Regions from separate parts of the Mus musculus genome. Here all the other regions are linked to region 7. The links are chromatin contacts, called in public HiChIP or PLAC-seq and promoter capture Hi-C maps. All regions are on one chromosome and are shown on one strand. The core of a region is the stretch at or near the end of the contact, and the rest is flanking DNA. Distances in the headings are between cores, read along the strand shown.

Region 1 (4,235 bases), core at 26-2,525, 880 kb after region 7:
TACAGAGTCAACTAACCTGGGACCATGGGGGCTCACAGAGCCTGGGCCACTGACAAGGAAACCTACAGGAGCTGAACTTATCCCCCCCACCCCCATCTGTAGCAAACGTGCAGCCTGGTCTGTATGTGGGTCCCCTAACAAGTGGAGTGGAGCTATCTTGGTCTCTGTTCCCTGCCATTGGATCCCCTCCGCCTCCCTGGACTGCCTGGTTGGGCCTCAATGGGAGATGTTGTACCTAGTCCTGCTGAGACTAGATGTCCCAGGGTAGGGTGGTATCAAAGAGGTATTCTCTAAGGAGAAGGGGAGGGAGCAATGGGGGGGGGGGATTTGTAAGGGTGGGACTAGGAAGAGGGGGCTATGATTGGGATATAAAGTGAATAAAAAATAAATTATTGGAAATAGGAAAAGGAAAAAAAATACTAATGTAGGGGTGGCTGTGTAGGTGAAAAACGCCCAGCACCCAGGTGAAAGGTTGGCAAGGCTGAGCCTGATCGTAACCCCAGTGGCAGAGAGCAGAGACAAGCAGACCATGGAGGTGTAATGGCCAGCCAGCATAGCCTCAGGGGCAAGCTTCAAGTGCACTGACTCTTATAAGGCGGAAAGCAATAGAAGAGTACACTCTCCCCCACCCCATCCCATCCCCTGAAACCTATTTCCACCCCCTCCTCACTCCCATTCCCTAATGAAAGGAATACTAAAGTCTGGAGGTATATATAGCTCAGTGGTATCTCTAGTTCCACAGTAAAGGGGAATAGTGGAGTGCTAGAGCATTAGGTTCTGGGGTCTGGCTCCAGCACAGCAAAACAAAGACAACAGTGATAAAAGCTCATACCAGAAGAGATCAGAAATAAGAAGAAAAACGAAACCACATGTATTCTCACTATGCAGACTTTATTTACTAATCCCTTACTACATGCTAGCCAAGGCTCTAGTGTTTTCTTTTAAAGTTATTAATTTATATCAATTAATTTATATGAAATAGGGTTTGATCTATAGCCCCAGCTGGCCTAGCTAGACCTCCCTATGTAGCCCAGGCTGCTCTCAAACTGGCAATAAAGTGCTGAGATTACAAGTGAGTACTACCCTGCTACATTTAGTTTTGCAATCATCTCATTTTCTAAAGACTCATTTTGTGAAAATTTCCCAGGTGTGTGTGTGTGTCCGCTAACCCTAAGCCGGATATGCCACCAGTTCAATTTTCTGCTGTACTGGGAAGTGGGGGGGGGGGGGGGACGGGACGGGGGACGTAGCGCCGGACATTAAAATGGGGTCGGGCTAGGGTAAAACCGTGAGACTCGGTCTGGAAATCTGGCCTGAGAGGACAGCCTGGCAATCCTCAGCCGGGGTGGGGACGTCTGCCGAAGATCCTTGGACTCCAGCAACCAGTGGTCGCCACCGTCCATCCACCCTAAGGCCCAGTTTGCACGGCGGAGAACAGCTGTGCAGCCACGCTGGACACTCACCCCGCCCGAGTTGAGCCCGCCCCCGGGACTACAGGACCAATAAGTGATGAATATACCCGCGCGTCACGGAGCACCGGCCAATCGCGGACGGCCACGACCCTAGAAAGGCTGGGCGCGGCAGGAGGCCACGGGGCGGTGGCGGCGCTGGCGTAGACGTTTCCTGGCTATGGTGGTGGTGGCAGCGGCGCCGAGCGCGGCCACGGCGGCCCCCAAAGTGCTACTCTTATCTGGCCAGCCCGCCTCCGGCGGCCGGGCGCTGCCGCTCATGGTACCCGGTCCGCGGGCAGCAGGGTCGGAGGCGAGCGGGACACCGCAGGCTCGCAAGCGGCAGCGGCTCACGCACCTGAGCCCGGAGGAGAAAGCGCTGCGGAGGTGGGCCCGGCGGGCAAGGCTGGGGCGCGGGGCGGCAGGACTGGGATTGGGACTCTCTCGTGTGTGCCAGCTGGTGGGCTCCGTACGGTGGGTTAGATTCACCTCTAGTGTCTAACCTGGGAAGCGGAGCTGAGGGGGATGCCCCTCCGAAGGTCTGCGTCGGGGGTGTGTGCAGGAGCTCCCGACACAGGCACAGAAGAAGGTGCCCGACGCCCAGTCCTCTGTAAATGCTCGCTCTTTGTGGTCGTAGGGTAGGAACCGCTCCAGCTGTCATTGCAGCCACTTGGGAACCCCACCCTGGGAACCGAGTCCACAGCGTCCGGCATCCCGAGAGTTTGGCTTGGGGAGGGACAGTTGGTAGCGTCCCCGCCGCCTTCACGGATATCGCTCTAGCAAGGAGCCTGTGGGACGGAATTGGACCCAGAAAGTAGCGGGGGAGGAGGGAAGAAGCATATGACGCAACGGGAATGTATCAGCCCGGTGGTAAAATGAGATCCGGGTGGACAGCCGCACGGGAGAGAATCAAGCAAGTCTTCAAGGCCTGTGGATAGAAAGCAGCGTGTGTATGCGTGTGCGTGTGCGTTTTGATAGGAGCTTTAAGCGTGTTTACTTGCTAAGCCTTATTCTGTAAAGTCAACGAAAGCACCAGCTGGCCACGTCTACAAATGAAGACACATGAAAGCTGGAGATGACTCAGTTATGTTCCCTGTCTCCTCCCCAAGGAAACTGAAAAACAGAGTAGCAGCGCAGACTGCTCGAGATAGAAAGAAAGCCCGGATGAGCGAGCTGGAGCAGCAAGTGGTGGATTTGGAAGAAGAGGTAAAGGGACTTCAGGCCATGCTTTCATCCCATCCATATCAGGGCCCATCCTAAACTGCTTCAGCCCTTTAGAATACAACCCAAAGTGCCATTTAAAGTTTAACCAGCCTAGCAGATAGGCCGTGAAAGCAGACGTGACTCACCCTGGCCTGCCCTCCCCTCGGAGATTAGCCAGGTTGGATAGATCATTGGTTGCTTAAGCTGTAGCGCCGCCTGTCTTTGCCAAAGGCTCACTAACGCTGCCCTTCCTTCTGGGATCCCCCCCCCCCCGCGCGCCCCCAATCCTCCCACCCTCTGTATCCTTTCTGCTGTCAGTGCCCTTTTGTGCCCCTCCACCCCGGCATCCTTTTACCCTTTGGGGAGTTATTTTAGTTTCTAAGTTAAGTTTAGTTAACTTTAGCTATTTCTAGCGTTTCTAGGCATTGCCACATTTACGTCCATTTATATGCGCACGTGCGCCCTGGTTTGAGTTTGGGTCACCTCACTTTGTAATACACTTTCCAAATTTATACATTTTCCCTGCTAGTTTCCTTTCTCTATACAGGCGAGTGGTACCTCACTGTGTGTGCACCCCACTTTCACGGTTCTCTGGGCATCTGTGCTCAGCATCTAGGCTGCCACCATTTCTTTGCCATTGGACCACTACCACTTGCACCAACACTTGCCATTTCAAGACAGGATGGTGAATTATTTAAAGATTATTTTTAGATAGGGTCTTAGGTTGGCCTGTAACTCATGGCATGCCTCCTGTTTTACCATGCTGACATTACAGGCAGTGAACCACCTTGCCATACTTTTTTTTTTTAAAGGTAGTGTATTAACACAACTGTAAATTCAAGCTGCAAGTGACCTTTTTTTTTGGCTGAAATCTGCGAGTAGTACTTGTAGGCATTATGTTGTTTCTGTCACCATTGAAAACACTTTTGTTTTCTTCAGAGATTGGCCTTGAATAAACTTGCTTCTCCCGCCTCAGCCTGCTTGAGTGTTCAATGGCATTTTTGGGGGGACAGCTTGATGTCTCCCAGGCTGTGCTCTAACTTGCTGTGTAGCCAAAGATGACCCCAAATTTGTTTCTCTTGCTGCTATGTCCCAGGTGCTGGGATTACAGTTTATGCAGAGCTGAAGATGGAGCCCAGGGCTGCAAGCCTGGGAGGGCAGGCCTTCTCCCAACTCCTCTGTCCCATTAGCCACCGGTGACAGAATGGCTGTGACCCGCACCAGCAGGGAAACAGCTGGAGCAGAACTTGCAGTGGATTCTTTAGTGACGGAACCACACGGTCTAACCGCACGGCCTCTTATGTGATTCCTTACAGAACCACAAACTCCAGCTAGAAAATCAGCTTTTACGGGAGAAAACTCACGGCCTTGTGGTTGAGAACCAGGAGTTAAGAACACGCTTGGGAATGGACACGCTGGATCCTGACGAGGTTCCAGAGGTGGAGGCCAAGGTAAGTATTGGGAGACCTGGCTGCAGCACTACCTGGCTGCAGGTTTGTGTTCTGGACCTCCAATCAAATCCTTTTCTCTTTTCCTTTATGAGACAAGGTCTTAATGTCTAATTTTGGCTGGTCTTGAACTTGT
Region 2 (3,961 bases), core at 523-3,022, 770 kb before region 7:
TATTGCTTGCTTGGTGTGCTAACCCTGTGTTCTGGGTCACAGCTGAGACACTACGTGAGTAGGGCAACTCAGACTCATTTTGGCTTCTCCTCCACCTGAAAGGGAACAAGGCCCCTGACTCTCAACTTGGTGCAAGGGTCACATTTAACCAGTGGAGCACGAATATTCTCAGCCATACCACACTTAGCAAGCCTCTGCACCAGGCGCCTTGTCTCCAAAGGGCTCAGCAGAACCTGAAGTACTATTAGCGGAGGAAACCCAAGCTTTGGCCAACAACATGGTGGGAAAATCTGTCTAACAGTGAAGAAGGCCTTCTTGAAGAGTTGACTCTGAACCAGCCTCACAGTCCTCACACGGAAACTTTTAGAAAAGCCATCCCTCGGGTGCTTTCCTCAGGCCTATCTCAGGAGGGATTCAGCGGGAGACCTAGACACTGCTGCAGCAACCCCACTTAGTTTGAGAAGCTCTCATCTAGAGCGGCCTGAGATCTCAAAGCTTGCAATCCCAGGAAACAGCTAGTGAGAAAGGGAAGGAAGTCCAGCTTTAGCAGGAGGTCGTGCCAGCTCTGTCTCTACTGCAGCTCCGAAACCCAAGCTACTTCTGGAATAAGCAAGGGAACAGGAAAGCATTATCTGCTGCAAAATGTCAACTTGGGGTCCCAGGGGGTACACACTATGTCTGCTCTATCTGTGGGTCAGCGAGTCCCAGCCCAAGGCCTGGCCACCAGCAGGTGTCAGCAAAGGTAGGAAACAAATGAAGTAACCACGGGAGGTGGGACCCACAGTCCTTCCCAAGAGAGGGGTTCACTAGCTGCCTCCCTCCATGAACACAGTGAACCAGACGCAGCCCCTGGTTCCATGACCACCAAAAACAGGAGGGGAACAAAAGACCTACTCCACCCATCTCCCCACTCATCCTTTTAAACTCAAGCTTGCCAGAGGCCATGTCCACAGGTCACGTCTTCCCTTGGCAGTTGACAGGCATTACTTCTACAGAAGTTCATGCAAACATCTCAGAAGGGTTATGGTGACACCCACCCCACAGTCGAGGCCGGCCACCACCACCCTCCAACCACAGATGTCCTACCTCGGTACTTCCGTACCTGTAGTAGGACAGCAGGCCATTGCCGAGCACGAACCAACGGCGCTGGTAGCCCTTCAGGTAGTTAGTCCACTTGAGGAGCCAACCCTTGTAGCTGTCCAGAGGTGGTGAGACCATTTGGACACCAATCCCTGACACCGGAGTCCCGACAGAAATCTTCGCCTGTCCTTGTCGCAGAAAAGACTGGGTCTTTGGCACCAGCTTGGACTCGGGTTTGGTGACGGGCAAACTCCCTACTGTTGACTGCAGCGGGGACGGCATTGCCAGCTCTGGCGAAGCTTTGATGATGGACACAGACCTTGTGCCGTTCTCTGACCCCGGCCACAAGCCCTGTAGTTCCGATTCCTGCCCAACCCCTGAAGGCCTTGGCACAGACGTCGTCTGGGACCCAGGTTCGGATCTCGACGCCGGCTCAGAAATTGGCTGGCACACCTGTTTCGACAGCAACTCCCGCTCTGGTGCCTGCACAGGCTGGAGCTGAGGCTTTGACGCTGGTCCTGAGCCGAACGCGGATGAGTTCATGCCCGGCGCCGCCGTGTGGCAGGACAAGCAGGGCACAACCGTGAACAGCGACGAGAGCCCGCGGGAGCGGCCAGCGCAGCCGCCGCCTCGGCTCAGAGCGGCCGCTTTCCCCATAGAGCTGTGGACCCGAGCTCGGCGGAGCGCGGAGTGGGGGCGGGGCGGGGCGGGAGTGGGTGGGGCCTGTTCGGAGGGAGTGGCGGGGCGGAGCCGGGCGGGGTTGGTGGAGGAGTGGACGGGATGGGTGGAGCCCTCACGTGAGCGACAGAGATCGGGTGCGCGTGGGTCCCTCCGCCGCTCTGGCTAAGGTGGAAGGAACCCCGTGGGCCAAGAGTTAGGCAGACGACGTGGAAGGCACTTCACGCTTCAGGCTGCTGTCCCTCCTGTGCCAGGCGCTGGGAGAACAATGGTGAATGAAAGCCACGCGGTGCGCTCGCCACGCAACTCTGAGCAATGGGTGGGTCGTGGACAGCAAATCTCAAACCCTGGGAGTCCGACCTGAGGAAATCCAGCCTAGGCCCTCTCCCTAGTTGTGGGAACTGTAGCCACTCCACAAACTTCTGTTGGCTCATCTATACAATGAAGATAATACCTCCTTCAAAGGCTGTAATAAGATGGTGCATATGAGGCACATTTGGCAGAGTAGATGCTCCGAGAGCATCATTGAGTTATTAACTAGAGAGTTCTGTGGTACATTTTGTCAGCGACCAGAGCAGGAGATGAGAGCAAGGTTGACAAGCTTGGGAAGCAGCCACTGTGCATGCACGTGTCAGATGTGTGTGCAGCCCTCAGGGAAGGAAGCTAACTAATAAATTCTTAACGAGATGTTTCGACTCCTGAAACAAATTGCCAAGCTACCTAAGATGACAGGCCTGTCATTAGTTCTACCAAATTTGGGCAAGAGTCACAGAAGAGACAAGGTCTACAGAGTTAGAGAAACAAGAAAGACCTTCAAGGAGAAACCGCTGTGTACAAAGACCCAAACCAGGGAGAACAGCTTGTCTGGCAAATAGCTAATAGCTCAGTGTTTTGTCAAGAGGAGGGCAGGACACAGAACAGCTGCCCCACACCCCACCACAAGGAATGCCCTTTATCCTAGAGAAACCAAAGCTTCTAGAAACAAGGGAAATTTATTTTCATTTTTAAAGTGGGGGGGGGGGGGAAGGAGGTGAGATGGCTCAGTGGGTAAGAGCACTGACTGCTCTTCCAAAGGTCCTGAGTTCAATTCCCAGCAACCATATGGTGGCTCACAACCATCTGTAGTGAGATCTGATGCCCTCCTCTGGTGTGTCTGAAGACAGCTAGAGTGTACTTACATATAACAATAAATAAATCTTTGTGCCTGAGTGAACAGAGGTCCTGAATTCAATTCCCAGAACAGAAACCACATGAAGGCTCACAATCATCTGTATAGCTACAGTATACTCATAAACATAAGATAAAATAAATAAATCTTTTAAAATAAAGTGTGTTGAAACAGAGTCTTTATATGTAGTCCAGGCTGGTCTCCATCTGGAAATGTTTGTTTCTTAGAACCAGAGTTCTGGGATTACAGACGTGAGCCATTATACCTGGCCCAGAGCTTTCACTCTTAATATTCTGGACAAAAAAAAAGAAAAACTTTAAAATCTCTGATCTTTCCCAAAGAAATGTCAACTCCAAGTCTGGAGCAGGAAATGCACAAGATAGACAGAGCCACCCGGAGCAGGAGCGATGGCCAGTCTTGCTAAGGACCTGGGATTCAGGTCCCAGAACTCACACTGCAGCTCACACCATCTACAACTCCAGTCCCAGGGAGCCAATGCCCTTTTATGGCCTCTACAGGCACAAATGTGGTGTATGGGCATCTATGGGAAGGCAAAACAGCCATGCACATTTAAAAAATAAATAAATAAAAGGAGGAAAGAATAGATGAACTTATCTGGAAGATCTTGTCATAGTCAGAAGCAAAGAGTCATTCAGGACTACTGTGTTAACATGTTTTATCCAAAGAACTCAGGAGTCAATTTAAACATGACCTTATATGTTGTGTCCGGCTAGCAGATCACAGGTCTGGGTTCTAGCCTGGAAAGGCACTTTGGAAACCTGGAAGAGAAGAGGGGCTAGGCTGCGCGAGATAAGGACGGAACCAAGACAAGGCTCGGCTCAAGGTTCAATTTTAATGTCAGCAAACACGCTTTATAAAGAAAAAGGGAGGCCCGTCCCTGGCCAAGCAAGTTCCTTAGAAGTAGATAGGTCAGCTTTTTAGTGGGAACTTTCGAAGATGAAGATCAAAGTTCGGTGCTAACTCCGGAAAGTCTTGGAAGAGAACCGGTTCGGCCTCAGGCAGGTTGGGCCTCGG
Region 3 (3,960 bases), core at 1,442-3,941, 540 kb before region 7:
ACAGAGTGAGTTCTAGGACAGCAGGGCTACACAGAGAATCCTATCTCAAAAGAACAAAACAGGGGCTGGAGAGATGGCTCAGTGGTTAAGAGCACTGACTGCTCTTCCAAAGTTCCTGAGTTCAAATCCCAGCAACCACATGGTGGCTCACAACCATCTATAATGAAATCTGACGCCCTCTTCTGGAGTGTCTGAAGACAGCTACAGTGTACTTACATATAATAATAAATAAATCTTTTTTTTTTAATTCTGTATTTTTTATGTATATGCATGTTGTGCCTGCATAAACACCTGCATGCAAGAAGAGAGCATCAGACCCCATTACAGATGGTTGTAAGCCGTGGTGTCTTTTCTGAGAATTGAACTCGGGATTTCTGGAAGAGCAGACAGTGCTGTATCCACTGAGCGTTCCCTCCAGTCTGGTCCTACCTCTAGTGCTAAAAGCAAGCACACAACACAGGGTTGGCTACTCAGAAGGACAACTGCTCATACATGGGCCCCTCATCTGAGGGAGCCAATGAGAATCTTCCTTGGCATCTTGGCTATCACTACGGAGAAGTTTTAATGGGGTGTAAGATGTTGTAAGGGACAGGACACCATGAGTCACTGGGACATGGCAGGAGAGTGAAACCCACAAGGACGGGACGGGGAGAGATGCTGAAGGATGGATGAAGGTTGGGAAGATGAAGGATGCTGTGTGGCAGTAGCGCTCAGATGCTTGGATCCAGCCGTGCGGAAAACATCCTAAGACTTTTATTTTGTATTTACCTTGCAAACTAAGTTTGACTCATGCCGATATCAGCTCCCTTCAATCCAGCACTCCTGGCTAACTCTGGCTATTTTGCAGCACTGGTCTTTATTTCTGTGAATTTACTTGACCTTTGTCCAGTACCCATAAGGCACTCTGCTTCCTTTTCTGCCGCTCTGCCGCTCTAGCTGATAAGAGCACAGATGGCCTCTCTACTTCAACCCTGCCTCTGCTGCCCCGGTTTTGTGCCCACAGTTCACAGCCTAACTCTACCTGCAGAGTGACTGGTCCCTGAGACCAGAAAGGCCCCTACCTGTCGATGGGGTGGATTATGACGGGGATGGCCAGCAGTCCAAGTGTGGTGGTGGTCCATTTGCGGACAGTCGGGGGCCAGTGGGTCATAGTACCCAAGACATAGAGAGAGGCAGCACACAGACGGTTGATGGTGAAGCCTGGGATAGCCACAGAGGCCAGAGACTGCCACACAAAGGTGTCGACCACAGCCAGGGCCATTCTGGTGTTGCGGCCTGCTTCAGGGCTTGGCACCTGAAAGGTACAAAGACATTTAGCCCAGCTGGGGCAGAGGTAGGAAACCTATAGACAGAAGCATGCCGGTGGACCAAGGAGGAAGAACATGCGGAGGTAGTAGGGTAGAAGGCAGCTGGGTGGAGGACTGGGCTGTACTACATTCAGGGTTGGGGGTGATTTGCCCACATCCAGGAGAGGTACCAACTGTCACCTCCTACCCAAATGGTTTGGTCGGGTGGGGATGAACAATCCTACAAACAAGATTAGCTTATGGACTGCACTATGAGACGCTAACGGGGATAGGGCTGTCCCCACTGCAAGACTGCATACCACCCACACTAGGATGGGTTGGAAAGGGTTAATTAACACTCACCTCTCCTGCCTTCTTGCCTTTGTCTATGGCATCGGCCAGGACATAGGAGCTGGACACACCATAGCTCAACCACACCACAGCTGCAGGAACCAGCGAGCGGAAAGCCTCCCCCACCTCATTGGCGTAGCCTGGAGGGAAAAGGCATTTAACTCTCTGGCCCTTTCCACAAGGGGGCGCTACACAGAAAGCTGCTTCTAACCCTAACCTCTTAAACTACAGTGCGGCAGGTGACCTCAGTCAAGTAACTTTACCTTTTGGTTTCTAGGCCCGCGGACTGACACCGACAATGAAGTTCATGGCTCACTGATCAAAGTCCCCAGCCGTGGTTCTGGGGATCTGCACCAGGGAGGCGACCGGAGGCCACCGAATCACTGAGGGTGGGCTCCACTGACCAGTATCAAGTGCCAGGTCTTTTAAGGCCTTACCTCAGCCCGCTCTTACAGTCAGCACCCGACAGGAGTGCCTCGCATTCAGCCCTTTTTACAGAAGAGAAAACTGAAGCTTAGGAAGAGCCTGGGAAAGGCAGACTTGCTAGGAGTCCAGATCCTCTGACGCCATGGCTAGTGCACGGTCATGGCAGAGGGCAACCCACACACTCGGTTTGTGCCTCCAGAAGAGCCCCGTGGACAGATCTGAACCAACAGGGTTGTGTGACCTTGGACAAGTCCCTAGCCTTCTCCTGAGCCCTGTCTCCAGGCCAAGCCGAATAAGAACTAAGCCCCTTTTCAGACTCCAGATCGGCAACCCGGTCCATTGCTTCCCCCCCCCCCCCGCCCCCAGCCCCTCCGGAGTGGTGGGGTCGCTGCGTCTGTCACTCCCACGCTCACCCAGGTAGCGCACCCACGTGTCCCGGTAGAGGTCGCGCTCGGCGCCCTGCCGCTGCTGCTCCGACATGACTTCCCCGGCAAGGTTGGAGTCGCTGCAGATTAGAGTCTCACCACAACTGTGTCTCCACTAGCACTTGGCTAACACCAGGCAAGAACCCGCCAGTAGTCCGAGGCTGAAGGACGGGTCCCGCTATCGCTAACGCCACTGCAGGGAGTGTCTGAAAATTGCCTTATACAACATCCAAGCCCCTCTCCTAGGCTTGGGTTTTGCAGACAGATGGTCTTGTTTTCTCTGAGCAGTTAATGCAAAACTCTCCCAGACATGACTAGTTTTTGGAGTTAAATAGGTCAGAGTTCCAATCGGAGAATGGAATCTTCTTAGGTGTGCGGCTTCTAGGAAAGGTGTATTTCTCTGAGCCGCGGTTCGTGTGTAAATGGGAGGCGTGCCAACATTCACTGCCTTAGACAGTCGCAAGGACTAATTAATTATAACAGTCATCATGTGTCCAGTAGACTCAAGTTTGCTTCCTTAAGCTCTGGCACTAGCGTAGGGTCCTACTTTACAGTAGGGAAATAGAGACACAAAGAGGACAGCCACTCTCCTGACTCATGCAACTGTTAAAATGGAAAAGGGAGCTAGGGAGTTATTACAAGGGGCAAAAGCACTCTGAATCCTCTGGGATTTCAGAGGGGCAATGCTATGGCCCCTAGAGACAAATCCTACTTGGGCCGCCTAGTAGATGTAAGCCACTTACACACACACACACACACACACCGCCCCTCCCCCCACTCCCCACCCCGGTCCCAACGACCACGTCTGTAAAGCAAAATGGGTGAGAATGGAGAGATGGCTCAGTGGTTAAGAGCGCTTACAGCTCTTCCAGAGGGCCGGAGTTCCAGTCCCAGCATCTACACGGGTGTCTCACAGCCATCTGTAACTCCATCTCGGGGGAATCTGACACTTCTGGTTTCCACAGGCAGCACCCACCTCCCCCAAACACACACACCTATACATTCACACATGAGACACACAGATAAATTCAAATAAATATGGCCTTAAATCTCTTATAAGCCAGGCATGGTGTTGCATGCTTTCATCTCAGAATGTAGGAGGCAGAAACAGGTAGTATTATGTGCGTTCGAGACCAGCCCTGTCTACACAGGGAGTTTCAGGCCTGGTTGGAGGCTACACAGTACAAAAAATATCCAGCTAGGTAAGAACAGGGTCTTATCTAGCTTTGCACAGTTCTTTTAGCTTTTTTAGATCCGAAAGGTGTATACCGACTCCCTTCGGAAGCCAGTGTTTTCAGCCCGTGTCTTCTTGAAACTTGTGGGTCACCGGGGACTGAGCCCGGCGCGGGTGGGAAGGTAGAGTGCTGGAGCGGAATTAGGAGACGGTCCCTAAAGCCACGTGACGCTAACCCTCGGCCTCCCTCCCATTTAGTACCCGCTGCGCCGGTCACCGCGGGAGAACCGCCCAACCC
Region 4 (3,817 bases), core at 612-3,111, 670 kb before region 7:
CCTGCATGGCCCCCACTCTCCTGGAACTAACTCTATAGACTAGTCTGGCCCTGGACTCAGAGATCCTACTGCCTCTGTTTCCAGGGTGCTGGGAATAAAGGTGTTTGCCACCACGCCTAGCTGATGTTTCCCCTTTTTAAAAGAAAGAGAAGTGCTTGCTAAACCTAAAACTGCTAACTTTTGTAATGCTAGGCTGACTGGCAAGTGAGCTTAAGGGATCCAATTATCCCATGTCCAAATTAGTGATTCCCTTCTCTCTCCTACCAGATCTGGTATTACAGCCCCCACTGCAACTTTTGTTTTGTTTTCTTGAGACAAGGTTTCTTTTGTGACTCTGGCTGTCCTGGACCGCACTCTGAGGACCAGGTTGGCCTAGAACTCAGAGATTCACCAGCCTCTGCCTTCCGAGTGCCTGCACACAACTTTTTTTTTTTTTTTGGATTTTGGTACTTTATTTTAGTATAAATATATATTCAACATATGGAAATCACAGTTTCTTTTTTAAAGAGATAAATATGCTTACTGTATCAAGTATACAAAACCACTCTTATAAATACTGATAAAGAGAATGTTCATTCTTATTAAACTCATCTTTCAAAGTTACATTTCAGCTATACATGACTTTAAGCAGAAAACCAAGAATTTTTTTAACATTTTGAAGTAAAAGTAATAAAATTTAAAGGAAATTGATAAAAAAGTCATAAATTTTAACTTTTTTATAAACATGAAATTACCACCTTTAAGACTGACTTAAACCTATCATCAGATCTCATAAGTTTAAAAATTATCTTTATAGATGGAATGATATGTTTTAAATGTGCGCACAACTTTTATGTGTGTGTTGCAGATCTGAACTCCATATCCTTATGCTTGCATGTCAGGAATTCTGTCCACTGGGCCATCTCCTCAGTCCTGTTTTGTTTTCTTGGTTTTGTTGTTTTGAAACACTATCTCTAGCACAGGCTGGCCTGAAACTTGTGCTCTCCCAGCCTCAGACTCCTGTGTGCTGGGATTACAGGCACCACCATCATGCTATGCCTTCCATTATTTTTCTTTCTTTTCATTTTTGTTTTGTTTCGACAGTGCGTCACTCAATACCCTCGCTGTCCTGGAACTTAGCCTCGGACTCACAGAGATCCGTCCCTTCTGCCTCAACTCATTCCCCAAATATAAGCAGTTCCTTAGACCCTCTCCGTGTCCGTGGGAGGTCAAAGGTCGGCCTTTGCTCTATTTTATTCTAACTTGAACAAACTAGGTGCAGCTGAATCTAAGGTCAACAAGGCAAAATCTGGTCAGCTGGGTTTACAACGCCTAGCAACCGTTGCCATGACAATTGAACTCCCTTAAACTCACTGGCCTAGCATTACAAAAACTAGTAGCTTTAGGTTTAGTGAGCATTTCTGTTTTTGTTTGTTTGTTTGGTTGGTTTGGTTTTTAAAGAAAACATCAGCCAGGCGTGGTGACACACATCTTTAATCCCAGTACTCTGGAGGCAGAGGCAGGCGGATCTCTGGATTAGAGGCCAAACTACAGAGCTCTCTGAATCCCAGAAGGCTCCGGGCTGTCTGTCTCCCATCCCTTCAGTCCTGCTGTATCCCAAAATGCACTGGGGCTCGCGTGCTCAAACAACCGTGTCTAGGGTGCTTATAAAACTGCCTAAATTTCCATGTTGCTTTAAAGCTTGTCTATAGATTTTGGTAACTAAGAAAAGAACTGAAAGAACTACCACAATTGTTGAGCTTTAGAGAATTTGGTTGTAAATAACGAGGTCGCCAAAAGCACAACTTTCTCTGGATTTGTACAGGCATATTTTCAGACAGCCCTCAGCTGGCGGCGTGGGGTCCTTCAGGGCCCTAGGCAGGGCACGTGCGGGAGGAAGTAGCTCTGGTGTTCTGGCTGCCTTGAATTTCTCAACGTGGAGCTATGGGAGGTCTGGAGAAGAAGAAGGTGAGTGAGTTCCAGCGGAGGTCGGAGCTCCGGCTTTATCACTTTCCCTGGCCTCTGGGGACCGAGAAGTCTTGAGACGGCCGCCGGAGCGAACCTTCTGCACGTAGGCCCCTGGAAGCCGGGAAGAACTGTGACGGGCTTTCTGTGGAAGGAGTTGTGGAGACAGGCGGAGCCGCCAAAAGAGTGATCAGTGACCAACGGGACGTAGAATTCATTATCAAGACTTGGGACTTTCTTAATTGAGCCAGGCCCGGTCCTAGGTACTGGGAATTGAGAAGTAAGCAGTCAGATGCGGCCCCGCTTTCCCAGTGTCAACTTCAGATAAAGTGGCTAAGGGTTTTTAAGTGCGCTCCTGAGAAAGGGAGGGAGGGAGGAGCAGTAGAGTGGAGAGTATCAACAGGCGCTTAATCCGATTAGTGTTGTCTTGTAGGTCCTCTTCTGACGTAGCATTTTAGTGGAAATCAGTACTTAAAGAACACTTTAGTCTGGGGCATGAAAATGTTGGGAAGTGTGGATGGTCCCCAACCTTCCCCTAAGAGAATTCTCGGCACTCAGAGAAAGGAGAGACTAATATCAGCGTGCAGCTGTAGCTTCCAGCCGTCTCTTAGCCGTCTCTGTGTTTGATGGTTTATATGGGGTTAGGCGTTGTCACAATCTTATATTTTAGGATGACCCTTTTGTTCCTTTACAGGCTCTGGTTATGATAGTTTTATCTTTAGCAGATGGAACTTGCTATCCGTGTGATATTGGTGGTGCTCAATTCTCAAGGGAGAAAATGACCTTTTTTTTTTTTTTCTTTAGAAAAGGGGAAAGGGTGAGCAGGTTAAAAGCAGAAGTCAGTGCAGTTTTAGCTCTGTTGTCTCAGATTAGAGACAGTTTCTTCTTCCTATGCAACCTTGTTTCCCAAGTTTAAGCTTCTTAATCATAATTAATGTGAAAGCTTGCTGTTTTTCTTTTTTCATTCAGAAGTGCTTAGCAGAGAAAACAGAAGTGAATTCCACGGCCAGTAGGAAAGAGAGGCAGGTGGTGTGCAGGGTTTTGGACAGACAGTAGCATGGCTGTGAGATGTAAATAAGTGAGGTGCTGTCTAGGTGAGGCTGGGGCCGTATCATGTGAGGCTGGAACTTATTCTGAGTGGAGAAGACAAAGAAAGTAAGTGACTTGATCTGAGTTATTCTTGCTTCTGTAAGGAGACTGTGGGTATGAAGTAACTTTGGGATAGGAATGAAGAAGATGAGATGGGCTCAAGTCTTTCCTTTGACTTGCAAGTTTCTGGTAACAATCTGCTTTGTTGTTTTTAATTACTTTTTTTAAAGTTATTTTTTATTTATTTTTATGTATATGAGTGCTCTATCTGCATGTATACCCGCATGCCAGAATAGGGCATCAGATCTCATTATGGATGGTTGTGAGCCACAATGTGGTTGCTGGGAATTGAACTCTGAACCTCTGGAAGAGCAGCCAGTTCTCTTAACCACGGAGCCATCTCCCCAGCCCCTTTAATTACTTTTTTGAGACTATAATTGCATTATTCCCCCTTTCCCTCCAAACCTTTCCATATATTCTCACTTGCTCTCCTTCAAATTCATGGCCTCTTTTTAAAATGATTTTTATATAACATAGTATATATATGTTCCTAAATACATAAATACACCTGCTATATACTAGTGTGTGTGTGTGTGTGTGTGTGTGTGTGTGTGTCAGTCAGTGTGTGTCAGCGTCAGGGTTGACTGTTTGGTATTGGATAGCTAATTGGTCTGTTCTTCCCTGGGTAATACTGTTTCTCCCACTCACAGTATTGGTTGCCTGTAGGGTTCACATCTCTTGGCCTTTCTTCTATCCATGTTAGCAAGTCTGTTGTCCTTGTTCA
Region 5 (3,752 bases), core at 904-3,403, 520 kb before region 7:
CTGGGGGGATTGCCAGCTGTCTTTCTGTCCCAGCCTGCCAGGGATTCCAGAGGACATCCTTCTATTGTCCAGAACACACCCCTGTCCCAGCCCCTCTTCCCTCACCTCGGAGCCATCGAAGGAGGAAGTAGTCATCTGGATTGGGCAGGGTGGGCAGCACGTCCTGAACATTTTCTCGGAACTATAGGGAGAGACAGCTGGGTGAGTGGGCGGGCCCATCTCCCTCTGCCCAGAGCACTCCTCCATCGGGGCCTTTGCCAGAGCCCTCCTTTACAACGATTGTAGACACTGGCTGTGTTGCAAGGGGAGCTGGGTAGGAGAGGAGGGCACAGAAAGGGAAGAGGACACTGCCCTGCCTCACTTATGAGCATATCTCCCTGCTAATCTGATGGGCAAGTGGGTGTGTTCCCAGCCAACAGTGAGAGATAGCAGGCACTCTGGCCATGCCACAGCAAACGCTGTCTGTATGCCAAGCACCTGTCATGTGTACAGCACTGGTCTTGGCACTCTCCCAGAGTCTTACATCTCTCCCAGAGCCCCTAGAGGTGTCGCTGTCCCCATTTTACAGATGGAGAGATGAAAGACAAAGAGGCTCAGCAACACTTCCAACATCTGGATGCAGATGTGAGTCCAGATCCAGGCTCTTTCCTCTGCAGCCTTCCTGCCGCCTTGGTAAAGGAATGGGGAACAAAGGAAAGGAAGCTGGTAGTCTCAAATGACTTTGTTCAAAAATGATAGTGGAGCTAGTTTGAAAGACTACAAAAGAAGCCAAGGGAGGGGGGTGGACAACCATGATGGAGCAGACAGCTCCTGCAGGTGGCCACAAAAGGGAAACATACTAGGAAAGCCACCAAGGGAGGTGGACAGTGACCCAGGATAGCCACCCCTATCCCTGATCTCTCACTACCCAGTAGTAAACAGGCAGCCCCAAGCCTCCTACAACAGCAGAGACCTTTATCTGGTTACTGACCTGTAGGACACCTCCAGAGAGGACCAATGAGGACTGGCCACCTCTGCCCTTTGCCTTAGGTCAGCTAGGTCTAATCAGACCCTCCCATCCCCCAAAAGCAGCTCCCAGAGTTAGGACAATGGTCATCTAAACAACAAGCAGAAGGCCACCCTTCACCAAGGACCTCACCTAGCCCCTGGCTTAATCCCCACCAAACCTATGCCCAACAGACTTAGCCTGCACGTCAGCAGCAAACCTGGCATGGGAAAAAAGTCACACACAGCAGCCACATCTGCTGCCACACTCTGGAATAAATAAGAAACTGCACAACTGGGAACACTGGGGCTGGACCCCATCAATTCTGATCCCGTGCAACTGAGGAGATAAAGTCTTTTGGCCAGAAGTGCCAGCTCCCGAACTTGAATGGAGTAGATAAGTCCCTGTCTGCCCAGGTGCCAAGGCAAAGCCTGGTCAGGTCCTTTCCTTTTGAGTGGCATCACTAAGTTCAGGCAAGGGTCTGGGTTGCCAGGGTGGGGAGAGCTCTTCTCTCCGAAAGGATTCCAACCTAGTGAATCCCGGACATCTTAGACTTCACACACAAGAGGTGCCCGACAGACAACTCCTCTAATTTCATCGAAGAGCACAGCACACAGGACAGGGTTTGGCCCAAGGTCGCACAGTGACTTAGTGCCTTGAAAGAGCTAGGGGGAGTTTGCCAAGGAACTGTCAGGGACCCTTCCATATGCCACTGCCCCAAAAGAGAAAAACCTCCCGGAAATGGGAGGAAACCTGGGGCCCTGCCCCTGTCCCACGGCCCTGCTACCAGTCCCTGCCAGCCCGGAGGATGAATGTTGCCTTTGTGCCCTCAGCTGCCTCCCAAGGCTTCCAAGCAACCACTTCTTCCCAAGGGGGCACCTCTGGGGCTGCTCATGCTGAAGATCGCGATGACCAAACTTCCCGAGGTCCTCACCCTGAAGGAGAAGCGGTCCGCTGGGCACTAGCCAAGCGGGGGCGATCAGTCGCCCGCCCGCGAGGACAGTCCCTTACAGCCGCTTTTCAGCCAGGAGCGAGGGCCACAGACAGACCAAGAGCAAGCTCACCTTGGCCAGTGCCTCCTCCTGTTTGGGGCTCAGGTCACCGACTCTGCCGCTCATCGTGGCTCAGCCTTGGGGCGCGGTGCCTGCGGCAGCTGATGGAGCTCCGACTCGTTTGCCGCCGCCGCAGCCGCTGGAGTAAAGTCCCAGTCTTTGGCCGAGGCCCCGGGGCTGGCGGCCAAGACCCGCCTCTTAAAGGAGCCCGAGGGGCGGGGCGAGACGCGCAGAGGCCCTGGATTGGAGCCAGAATGCTTGCTCATACACCTGAGGAGCTACTTGGGTCTGGATCCTCATCCTAACCAAGAGGAAGCTGGAAAGCTCTAGCAAACGACGTCTTCTAAGGTGCGACTCCACAAGGCTGGACCGGGCTGCTCTCATAGCTTTCCTTACCCCAAAATGTTGACAGCTCTCTGGTGCCCACTGAAAAGGGATGCCCCTTAAGCGTCTTTCTGCCTGTAGGAACTGTGGTGTTCACTCTGCCATCTGCTTATGGTCACTACTACCAGCTCTGCTTGGGAGTGAGAGTTGACCCCCAGGGTTGCCGATGTAACTCAGTGGCAGAAGGCTTGCCACTGAGTTACGCGCACGACCTTAAGTCGGATTCCCAGCACTGCATGGTCATAGTGGCACATTCCAACACATACCTGAGATCCCAGCATTGGAGAAGCAGAAGTTCTGATCACCCTTAGCTTATTTATTGGGCTTGAGGCAAGCCCAGAATACAAACAAATAAACCAAATGGAGTGGACAGCCTTTTCCCTCTACCTGCAGAGCAGGCATGGTAAAGACCATGGCATCTAGCTGAAGAGAAAGGAAGACCAGCCTCCCCACTAAGACCCAGGTCTCTGCGTCTGATCTTCCCTGCTCTCTGGGAGCCACACCTGAAGCTCTCACATCTCAGTTGGCATGCTCTGCTTCCTCTGTGGAAGTGAGGAGGCTCAGGTTTGAGGGCCCGTGTCCCACGGGTGTCTACGGGGTCCTTTGCCTCACTGCACTGTTGCTTCTTCTCTAACCGAGGGTGATCATGGGCAGGAGGCTAATGGAAGTTAATGTACACAATTCTCAGGTTTGACTTCTTGTGGCCACCTCCTTGCTGTCCATTGCTGGCTGCCTAGCCAGATCTTGGCCGTAGGCTAGACAGAGAGGAAACCACACTGGAAGCCAGAGCCCACAGCAGCCCTGCTGTGCTTATCTGCTTCCCAGCTCTGGCCAAGAGCCTGCGGACTCCCCGCTAGTGACAAGTTTGACTAGTGAGTGGGTGGACTCTGACAGCTGTAGCCTAGCAGCCTCTTGTCCAGCCTATACCATCAGACTGCCTCCCGCCCCCCAGTTACTACTTCTGGCTCACACAATAGAGTTCATAGCCTTCTCCTGCTAGAGCCCTCGCCACTTTGATCTTACTTCCATGGTGATACCTGGTCACAGGGCCAGGGCCATTTTGTCTTCCTACTGTATGCCAAGCAGGAGGCATTGTTCTGGAACCCAGGAATATTTAGACACCACCTTTTGGTCCCAAACTTACTAAAGAGAACACAAGAGCAAGGCAGATGGCCAAGAAGAAGACAATCCTCAACTTCTTTCGGCACAGTAGCCTGAGCTAAGTTCTGGTGGCAGGTGCAAAGTGTAGCTACAGTCAGAGATGTGGAGGCAGCAGAGTGACCAGGGTGGGGCAGGACACGTGGTGCCTAAAACCTTGGTGCGACCTTCCT
Region 6 (4,181 bases), core at 1,678-4,177, 610 kb before region 7:
TAAATCAGTTTCTTTCAAACAGGGTCTCATGTAGCTCAGGCTGGCCTCCACTGACTAAGTAGCGAAACATGACCTTGAATTCTTTGTCGCTACCTCCCAGATTCTAATATTGCAGGTGGAAGGCTGTGCAATGTTTTCTTATGAAACAGGCTCTCGGATGGAGGGTTTAGCTCAGTGGTAAAGCCACTACCAAACATGCACAAGGCTCTGAGGTCTAGTTCTTTGTTTGTTTGTTTATTTCTTTACTGAATAAATGCGTTGTCTTCTTGTATGACTGTGCTCCACATATGTGCCTGGTGCCTGCTGGAGCCAAAAGATAGCAACAAATCCCATGGGACTGGAGTTACAGATGGCTGTGAATCACCATGTGGGTGCTGGAAACTGAACCCAGGTCTTTTGGAAGAGCAACCCTGTTCTTAATTGCCGAGCCATCATCTTTAGGCTCTGGTTTATTTATTTTTATTTGATGTGTATGAATGTTTTGTCTGCACATGTGTGTGGGTAGTATGGAGCCCAGGAACTTTCAATCCTCCCACTTCAGCCTCCCAATTACACTGGAATTACAGTAGTGTGCCACCACACACTGCTTAGTAGCTGCATTTAAATATATATATATGTATGTATGTTTGTGTCTCTGAGTGTGTGTGCACCATGTGATGTAATGCCCCAGAAGGCCAGAAGAGGGCGTCAGATCACCTGGACCTGAAGTTACAGCCGGTTGTGAGCTTCCTGAGAGATGCTGCTGGATGAGTCTGGGCTTCTGGGAGAGCCACAAGTGCTCTGAAGCACCGCGTCACCTCTCCAGGCCCAGGAACCTGGATTCTCAAAGGGGAGAAAGAATAAGCAGAACATAGAGGGTTTGTAGGTCAGTGAAAATATTCCCTCTGAAACCACAGCCAGGGACATGTCCTTTTACAGTTCTTAACCCCTACTGACTCCTAAAACTGCCTTAGAGAAGAAAATCTATCGATTACAAAATAGGCCTTTCATTCCAGCACTCACGAGGCAGAGGCAGGAGGATCTCTGGGTTTAAGGTCAGCCTGGTCTACACAGTGAGTTCCAGGTTGGCAAGGGCTGCGTAGTGAGACCCTGTTTCAAAAAATAAAAACTATGAAAAAATAAAATAAATGCACTTTGTGCGAGTCCACCCTGAGTCCTTTCATCTGAGGAATAGCTCAGCCTGTAGAAGGCTTGTCCTGTGTTCCAGCTCCAGAGCCATATAAACCAGGTGTCCCAGTTAGGGCTACTGTCGCTGAGACACAACAGCATGACCAAGGTAGCTTGGGGAGGGAAAGGGTTTATTCAGCTTACACTTCCACACTGCTGTTCAAGGAAGTCAGGACAGAAACTCACACAGGGCAGGAGCCTGGAGGCAGGAGCTGGTGCAGAGGCCATGGGCGGATGCTGCTGACTGCTCACTTGCTCTGGATTGCTCAGCCTGCTTTCTTATAGAGCCCAGGACCACCAGCCCAGGGCTGTCACCACCTACAAGGGGGTGGGCCATCCCTTCATCGATCACTAATTAAGAAAATGTCCTGCCGGGCATGGTGGTAATGCCTTTAATCCCAGCACTCGGGAGGCAGAGGCAGGCAGATTTCTGAGTTTGAGGCCAGCCTGGTCTACAAAGTGAGTTCTAGGACAGCCAGGGCTACACAGAGAAACCCTGTCTCAAAAAAAGAAAAAAAGAAAAAGAAAATGTTCTATAGATTTGCCAGTAGCCTAATCTGATGGAGGCTTTCTCAAAGGTGCTCCCTCCTTTCTGATAACTTTAGCTTGTGTCAAGTTTATATAAAATTACCCAGAATACCAGACTTGATGGCCCCTGCCTGTAATCCCTTCACTGGGGAGGTGGAAGCCGAAAGATCAAGAGTTCAAGATTCTCCGTGGTTACACAGTGAGTCTGAAACATCTTGGCCTACGTAAGAACCCTGTCTTTTTTTAAAAGTGTATTTTGTATATTTCAGAATATCTGAAGTTATAATATGAACATACATGTATCAGTAGGAAAACTGAATAAAATAGTTACTGTTTCTGGTGCTAAGTCATTGAAATCTGATTTGCCGTTTCTACCTAGCACAGGCCATACTTGTTCCTGACCAACCACATCTCCAACAGACAATAGTCCAAAGGACAGTGAGCCCTTGCTTGGTCACCCCCTACCTAAAACTTAATTTGATCCATGGGACGACAGAGGGGAAAGGTGTCAGTGGCCTGTTTCACTATCTCCTCCCTGCTCAGGTGCCACCTGCTTTGCAGAAAATTCATGCCAAGGCAGCCTGTGTTTTCTCATCCTACCCAGAGAGGTCAGCCTACTCAGTGTGGCTGCCTCCCACCCTCTACCTCCCAGAGGCTCACCCCTGGGCCATCCTGTAGTTCCCGCCTGAGCTGACGGCCTTCATAGAGTGTTGAAACTGTGTGTGCCGTGCCAGGCATTCTGCTAACACAGGAGACATGGTCTTACCTAATCCCTCCTAACTTCTAGAGGTCTGGAGCCATTTGGCAAATAAGGGCTCTCCTGGCCAGCAAACATTTGTGGAGCGCAGCCTGTGTTCAAGGTCGGGGGAGGGGGGCTGGGCTCTCCTTGGGCAAAAGGACTCAGAAGTGGTGACATTTTCAACTCCCACTTGGCTCCGGAAGTGTGTGCTCCACGTACCTGTCCTTAGGTGAGCACTTTCTTAACACCCACTCCCCACACACCTACAGTCCCACCCCCTGAAAGCGCGTGAAGACCTGGAGGTGAGGGCCACTTGCTACCTCAGACTCTCAGGACACCTCTTGAGATCTGGTCACCTCTCTGTCCCCTTAAGGTAGGCTTGATGACCTGGGGCAGACAAAACAAAAGAAAAACAAAAACAGGGGAGCACTGGGTAGGGCGGGGCAGGAACAGGGATTCTCCCTTGGGGCGGGCCTCCCTTGGGGCGGGATCAGCAGCAGACCTGCTAAGTAAAGCCCTGTGAAGGTGGCAGCAGCTGAGGCCTAGCAGAGAGCACCATGAGAGGACAAGTCGGGGACCTGAGCCCGCAGCAGCAGGAGGCTCTGGCCAGGGTAAGGGGTGAGGGGTGAGGCGGGAGGGAAGGCACGGGAGCCAAGCAGAACCCAAGCGGCCCGCATTGGCTACAGCTTTATGCAGGGACTGGTTGGCGAAGCCAGCGCCTCCCGCGCACACCTGGGCTAGGACCTCTCTCTACCTCTGAGCAACTGCCGGTGTGTGTGCGTGCGCGTGTGTGCGTGTGCGTGTGTGTGTTTGCAAGTTTAGCCTTCCAGCACAGCTCCCACCACCCATCCCTGGCCTCTGTTCCCAGGCCAGTGACTTCTGCCAGGCAGATTAGGAGATCCCTGCCAGATTGCAACAGTGTTTGGTTTGGTTTCTGTTGCTCGGGTTCCCAGTCTTCTCCCTATCAGACTTACTTGTTTACTTTTAATTATGACAGAGAAATAGAGGGGCTAGGGGTCTGATTTTTGAGAGCCTCCTGCAGGCTGTACCTGGAGAAGGGAAAGGCTATGAGGAAGGGGAGTCCCATCCAGGTTCTCATTCAACCTCGTTTGAAGGGGAAGCTTAAGAATTGTGACAGGTACTGAAGGTGTTTAAGTCTGGAATCCCAAGCCTTGCGAGACAAAGACCAGAAGATTGTGGGTTCAAGGCCAGCCTGAATTTAGTGACACTGTCTCAAGGAACAAGAGATGAACGGCTTGTTTTGTAGTGTCTCCCATGCGGAAGAACCTTACAGGGAGACATGAGAATCCTGGGTGAAGGAGGGGACCTGGAGATTCAGCCATTAAGGGGTCCTTAGTGGAACAGGAAGGACCCTCTGATGAGACTCCCAGGGCTGATGGTCTCAGAAGGCACCCGGTGCCTCCTGAGTTCTTTTGGAACTGGAAACATGGTCTCTGGGAGTGGACTATGATAGAGAACCCCACCAGCCACTCCTACTTTCTCCACTAACTAAAAGTAACAAATGCTTGCTATGTTAAAACATATAGGAAGAGAAAGGAGGAAGGAGGGGGAGGCTAAGGACGGCCCAGAGCTCTGTACTGCCTTGCCCCGGATCACTTCCTTCCAGAGTCCTCCTGAGCTAGGGTGGGCCACTGTGGTCACACTTCAGACACACAGTCTTCAGTGTGGCACTGTAAGGTGGCTTCTCTCCAGGCTGAGTTAGAAGTCACCTGGAGGGGAGGATAGG
Region 7 (4,145 bases), core at 1,280-3,779:
AAGTTGTCTTCTGAGCTTAGCATGCACACTGTGGCACCCCACCACTGCACACACAAACACACACACATAACAACAGCCACAACAAAAAAACCAAAACACTTTTTATAAAACAGAAAGAAAATTGTTGAGCTATGTATGGTGATTTAAGCCTGTAATGCTAACTTTTACTTAAATGATGGAGGCAGGAGGATTATGAACTCAAGCCCAGCCTGAGTGAGCTTCATAATAAGCATACTGAAACCCCATCAAGAGAAAGAAAGAAAGAGAGAGAGAAAGAAAGAAAGAAGAAAGAGTAGAAGATAGAAAAGAAAGAAAGAAAGAAAGAAAGAAAGAGAGTAGGAGAGAGGAAAGAAAGAAAGAAGAAAGAAAGAAAGAAAGAAAGAAAGAAAGAAAGAAAGAGGGGCTGGAGAGATGGCTCAGCAGGTAAGAGCACCCGACTGCTCTTCCGAAGGTCCGGAGTTCAAATCCCAGCAACCACATGGTGGCTCACAACCATCTGTAACGAGATCTGACTCCCTCTTCTGGAGTGTCTGAAGACAGCTACAGTGTACTTACATATAATAAATAATAAATAAATCTTTTAAAAAAAAGAAAGAAAGAAAGAAAGTAGGAGAGAGAGAGAAGAAAGAAAGAAAGAGTAGGAGAGAGGAAAGAAAGAAAGAAGAAAGAAAGAAAGAAGAAAGAAAGAAAGAAAGAAAGAAAGAAAGAAAGAGAGAGGGTAGGAGAGAGAGAGAAGAAAGAAAGAAAGAAAGAAAGAAAGAAAGAGAGAGAGAGAGAGAGAGAGAGAAAGGAAGGAAGGAAGGAAGGAAGGAAGAAAGAAAGAAAGAAAGAAAGAAAGAAAGAAAGAAAAGAAAGGAAGGAAGAAAGAAAGAGCAAACTAGATAGTGATGGTACACAGCTTTAATCCCAGCTCTTGGGAGACAGAGGCAGGCAAATCTGAGTTCAAGGCCAACCTGGCCTACAGTTTATTATTAGTTAATAAACTTAGTTACAGTTTACTATTAGTTCCAGGAGGGCCAGAGTTACACAGAGAAACACTGTCAGAGAGACAGACAGACAGACAGGCAGGCAGAGAGATAGACAGACAGACAGAGAGAAACAGAGAGAAAGAGACAGAGACAGAGACAGACAGACAGACAGACAGACAGGACATGGTTTGTGAATTTGGAAGCAAATTCTTTTTGGACCTTCAGCTGGGACTCCAACCCTGGCTGATACCTTGATTGAAGTCTTGTGGGACACTCAGATGTAAACAGGACTTGCTAAGTCATGCCTAGATCCGTTGTTTATTTATTGTTTTTCAAAACAGAGTTTCTGTGTAACAGCCCTGGCTGTTCTGGAACTAACTTTGTAGACCAGGCTAGCCTTGAACTCACAGAGATAAGCCTGCCTCTGCCTCCCTAGTGCTGGGATTAAAGTCCTGTGCCACCACCACCCAGTCAGGTTTAGATTCTTAATCAAAGAAAATGTGGGCTGTTTTGTAATAAGCTGCAAAGTCTGTGAGAACTTTTTTCGTGGTGAAATATAACCAATTAGCACACTCCTCCCATTTCTGGTTTAGAGCCCATCTACCCACTAATTCAGCCGCTTAACATCTCTCCCATTACTTCACAACTATTTGCTTGTTTTCCTGACAATGTGAGCCCTTCCACAGTATAGCCCTGGCTGTCCTGGAACCCTCAGTCATTCCTCAGCCTCCCAAGGGCTAGAATTACAGGCTGCACCAGCAGCAGCAGCTGGCTATTACCCACTAGTTTTCTGTGATGATCCTTATCCAGCCTTGGGAGCCACTAGCTCTTCACCATCTGAGACATTTCTTTGGAAAAAATGTATCCTGTTCTTAAAATAGCTATACTCAGCCTTTCTGATTTAAACAACATGTGGTAGACACTTTTAACTCCAGCATCTGCGAGGCTGAAGCAGGAGGATAGTCATCAGTTCCAAGCTATACTGAGTTACACAGTGAGTTTTGGGTCAGCTTGCCTACAGTGTACCCGGCTAAATACATGGACAAATCTTAAGTGTACAATTTGCTAAGTCTGCCTAAGTAAACCCATCTGTCCGTCTGTGTATGTGGCCACCGCCAAGATGAAGACCTCCATTTTCATTTGTGGGATCTTCCTGTTTACTAACCTAAGAAGTAACCACCATCAAAAGCCATAACTACACATTTTTAACTGTTTTAGAGCGTTCGGTAAGTGAACTATACGAGCTCATCTGCCTTCCTCTGCTCTCTCAACGTCACATTTGTGATTTTGACTCGTTCAAACTTCTCTGGATTAAATTTGAAAACTGGTAACTGAGTAGGGTGGAAGCCTGGATTTCTGAGAGCTTCCCAAACTGGATTGCCTTAACCCAGGAGGGTGGCCACCAAGAGGGAGTGGTCAGGGTCAAATTCCTGCGCCTCCAGGGGGCGGGGTCGTCTCTGTGGGGCGTGGCCGTGGCATTCCCCACCTCCACAGTTGGCGCCGGGGGCGGGGCCAGGCAGAGCAGGTTGGCTTCCTTTCTGCGCCTACGGAATCGCAGTTTGACCCCGGAAGTGCTGGATCTGTGGAAGCTGTGGTGTTTTGCAGCTGAACATCTCGGGTGTGGAGCCGGGGAGGTAAGTACGTGCCGGGGCCCCACCGGTGGTGCTCGGGAGGAGCCAGGACCGTGCTTCGGGCGCCCTCGGCACCCTCCAGCCCACGGGCTTCGCGGCGGAGCCAGGCTTACACTGCCCCAGCCGCTGTGATTCCCCCCACTTGGAGAACCAGAGCCTGGAGTTCCGGTTCATTTTAAGGCTTGGTCCTAGAGAGACCTGGGACGATCCCCGGTCCCCACCACCTTCTCCCAAGCTTCAGTTTCCTCCATGTTCATTCATTTGTTCAGCATGTATTTGTTGATCGACAGCCACGTGCCTAGTACAGACCTAGGCGCAGAGGGTACAAAGAGCAGGACAGACGAGGCTCTGCTCTCGTGAAGCTTACAGTCTAGAGGAAGGAGACAGTTACACATTAAAGATATGACAGTGAGTAACAAGGAGAGAGACTACAGGGAGAAGACCAGAGAAGGTTTTCTGATAGAGAAACTAAAGCAACAGTAGCTCCGAGATGCTCTCTGGCATATTACAACTGTTGATTATATCACGACCCTCCACCCGTCCACCCGGAAACAGTTAACTATTGATTGGCCTCTGCTGCTTTGCCCAGCATAGACTGTAGAGTGGTGCACACCGGTCCTGGTCCTTTTAAAACTCAAAGTCTAGTGCCTGCGTACATAGTTGGGACTGAAGCATCTAGAGTCAGATGTGATGACACATACTTGTAATCTCAGCACTCAGGAGGTTGAGTCAGAAAGATTGGTTCAAAAACAGCTTAGGCTACATGAGACCCTGTCTACGATGTAACAAAATTAATTAATTAATTGATTCATATATATATATATGTATATATATATGAATGAATGCGAGGAAAGAGTGGTGTGTGATGTTGCATATAGTAGTGTATACCAGCACTCAGGACACTGAGGCAGGAGATTGCTACAGTTAAGAGCCAGTTTATATGGCAAGACCTTGTTTCCTAGTATTTGAAAACAAAATTATGTTAATGCCAAGAAAAGCACTTAGAAGAGCACTCAGTATCTAACAAACATGCTGCTCTTGTCTTATCAATATGTCTTATATTGCCAGGGCTGGGCCAGACATATTGACTTGTCAATATGTTTTATATCACCTGGTAAGAAATAGCTGGTCATATCCTCAGCTTGTCTGTGAGGACATAGTGACTTCCTCCTCCTAGCCTTGATGTATTCATGTGTGTCATATGCTCTTTTGCTGGCATGCCTTTTGAAAGGGTTCGTTGATCTCCATTGCATGGCTGGCCCAATACACATGTCCTTCCTGTGGATAAGGCCAAGGTGTTATTTTAAAAAAAGAGAACACTGGGTGGGAACACTGACGAGCTGCTCTGCTCATTTGGTTTTGTATCCCGGGTTCACATACATGTGGGTACAAATGCATATGTGTGGAGTCAAAGGTCAACCTCGGGAGTTGGAGTTGTCCCTCAGAAGTCATCTGCTTTTCTTTTGAGACAAGTCTCTCACTGGCCTGGAGCTTGCCTGGTGGACTGTCCTGACGCCTCCTACTCTCCCAGTGCCGAGATTGCAAG

The links. Promoter capture Hi-C pulls out the DNA fragments that hold promoters and counts their contacts. HiChIP or PLAC-seq counts read pairs in DNA pulled down with a chosen protein or histone mark.
Region 1: a contact with region 7 is called in a promoter capture Hi-C map of liver, with 2.0 times the contacts expected there. The contact joins the promoter of Xbp1 here to the promoter of Ascc2 in region 7.
Region 2: a promoter capture Hi-C map of liver shows a contact between it and region 7, with 3 times the contacts expected there. The contact joins the promoter of Osbp2 here to the promoter of Ascc2 in region 7. A contact is called at or near these places in 2 of 39 promoter capture datasets (both in liver).
Region 3: a contact with region 7 is called in an H3K27ac HiChIP or PLAC-seq map of extraembryonic endoderm stem cells, with 7 times the contacts expected there. The contact joins the promoter of Mtfp1 here to the promoter of Ascc2 in region 7. A contact is called at or near these places in 1 of 39 promoter capture datasets (embryonic stem cells), 2 of 115 datasets of contacts at active chromatin or transcription factors (acute myeloid leukemia and extraembryonic endoderm stem cells) and 1 of 9 other capture datasets (liver).
Region 4: a promoter capture Hi-C map of liver shows a contact between it and region 7, with 7 times the contacts expected there. The contact joins the promoter of Pes1 here to the promoter of Ascc2 in region 7. A contact is called at or near these places in 7 of 39 promoter capture datasets (the 3T3-L1 cell line, the C10 cell line, hippocampal neurons and 3 more) and 2 of 115 datasets of contacts at active chromatin or transcription factors (double positive thymocytes and embryonic stem cells).
Region 5: a contact with region 7 is called in a promoter capture Hi-C map of liver, with 5 times the contacts expected there. The contact joins the promoter of Sec14l2 here to the promoter of Ascc2 in region 7. A contact is called at or near these places in 9 of 39 promoter capture datasets (the 3T3-L1 cell line, the SN4741 cell line, embryonic stem cells and 3 more), 6 of 115 datasets of contacts at active chromatin or transcription factors (astrocytes, embryonic hindbrain, fetal liver and 3 more) and 2 of 9 other capture datasets (embryonic stem cells and liver).
Region 6: a promoter capture Hi-C map of liver shows a contact between it and region 7, with 4 times the contacts expected there. The contact joins the promoter of Sec14l4 here to the promoter of Ascc2 in region 7. A contact is called at or near these places in 3 of 39 promoter capture datasets (the SN4741 cell line, hippocampal neurons and liver) and 1 of 9 other capture datasets (adipose tissue).

Annotation. Positions count from the first base shown.
Region 1 is chr11:5,519,366-5,523,600 of GRCm38.p6, forward strand. It overlaps Xbp1 (X-box binding protein 1), which reads left to right and starts at 1,276. Exons shown (of 6, transcript NM_001271730.1): 1 at 1,276-1,835; 2 at 2,558-2,654; 3 at 3,968-4,102. The coding sequence starts at 1,630.
Region 2 is chr11:3,862,131-3,866,091 of GRCm38.p6, forward strand. It overlaps Osbp2 (oxysterol binding protein 2), which reads right to left and starts at 1,773. Exons shown (of 14, transcript NM_152818.3): 1 at 1,103-1,773. The coding sequence starts at 1,737.
Region 3 is chr11:4,092,740-4,096,699 of GRCm38.p6, forward strand. It overlaps Mtfp1 (mitochondrial fission process 1), which reads right to left and starts at 2,692. Exons shown (of 4, transcript NM_026443.4): 1 at 2,477-2,692; 2 at 1,650-1,777; 3 at 1,062-1,294. The coding sequence starts at 2,543. It overlaps Gm51935 (a long non-coding RNA gene), which reads left to right. Exons shown (of 3, transcript XR_003949843.1): 3 at 1,915-2,003.
Region 4 is chr11:3,962,114-3,965,930 of GRCm38.p6, forward strand. Pes1 (pescadillo ribosomal biogenesis factor 1) reads left to right here and starts at 1,862. Exons shown (of 15, transcript NM_022889.3): 1 at 1,862-1,947. The coding sequence starts at 1,924.
Region 5 is chr11:4,116,576-4,120,327 of GRCm38.p6, forward strand. Sec14l2 (SEC14-like lipid binding 2) reads right to left here and starts at 2,154. Exons shown (of 12, transcript NM_144520.2): 1 at 2,050-2,154; 2 at 106-181. The coding sequence starts at 2,103. Gm51934 (a long non-coding RNA gene) reads left to right here and starts at 1,774. Exons shown (of 3, transcript XR_003949841.1): 1 at 1,774-2,385.
Region 6 is chr11:4,028,855-4,033,035 of GRCm38.p6, forward strand. It overlaps Sec14l4 (SEC14-like lipid binding 4), which reads left to right and starts at 2,928. Exons shown (of 12, transcript NM_146013.1): 1 at 2,928-3,045. The coding sequence starts at 2,992.
Region 7 is chr11:4,635,221-4,639,365 of GRCm38.p6, forward strand. It overlaps Ascc2 (activating signal cointegrator 1 complex subunit 2), which reads left to right and starts at 2,530. Exons shown (of 20, transcript NM_029291.2): 1 at 2,530-2,602.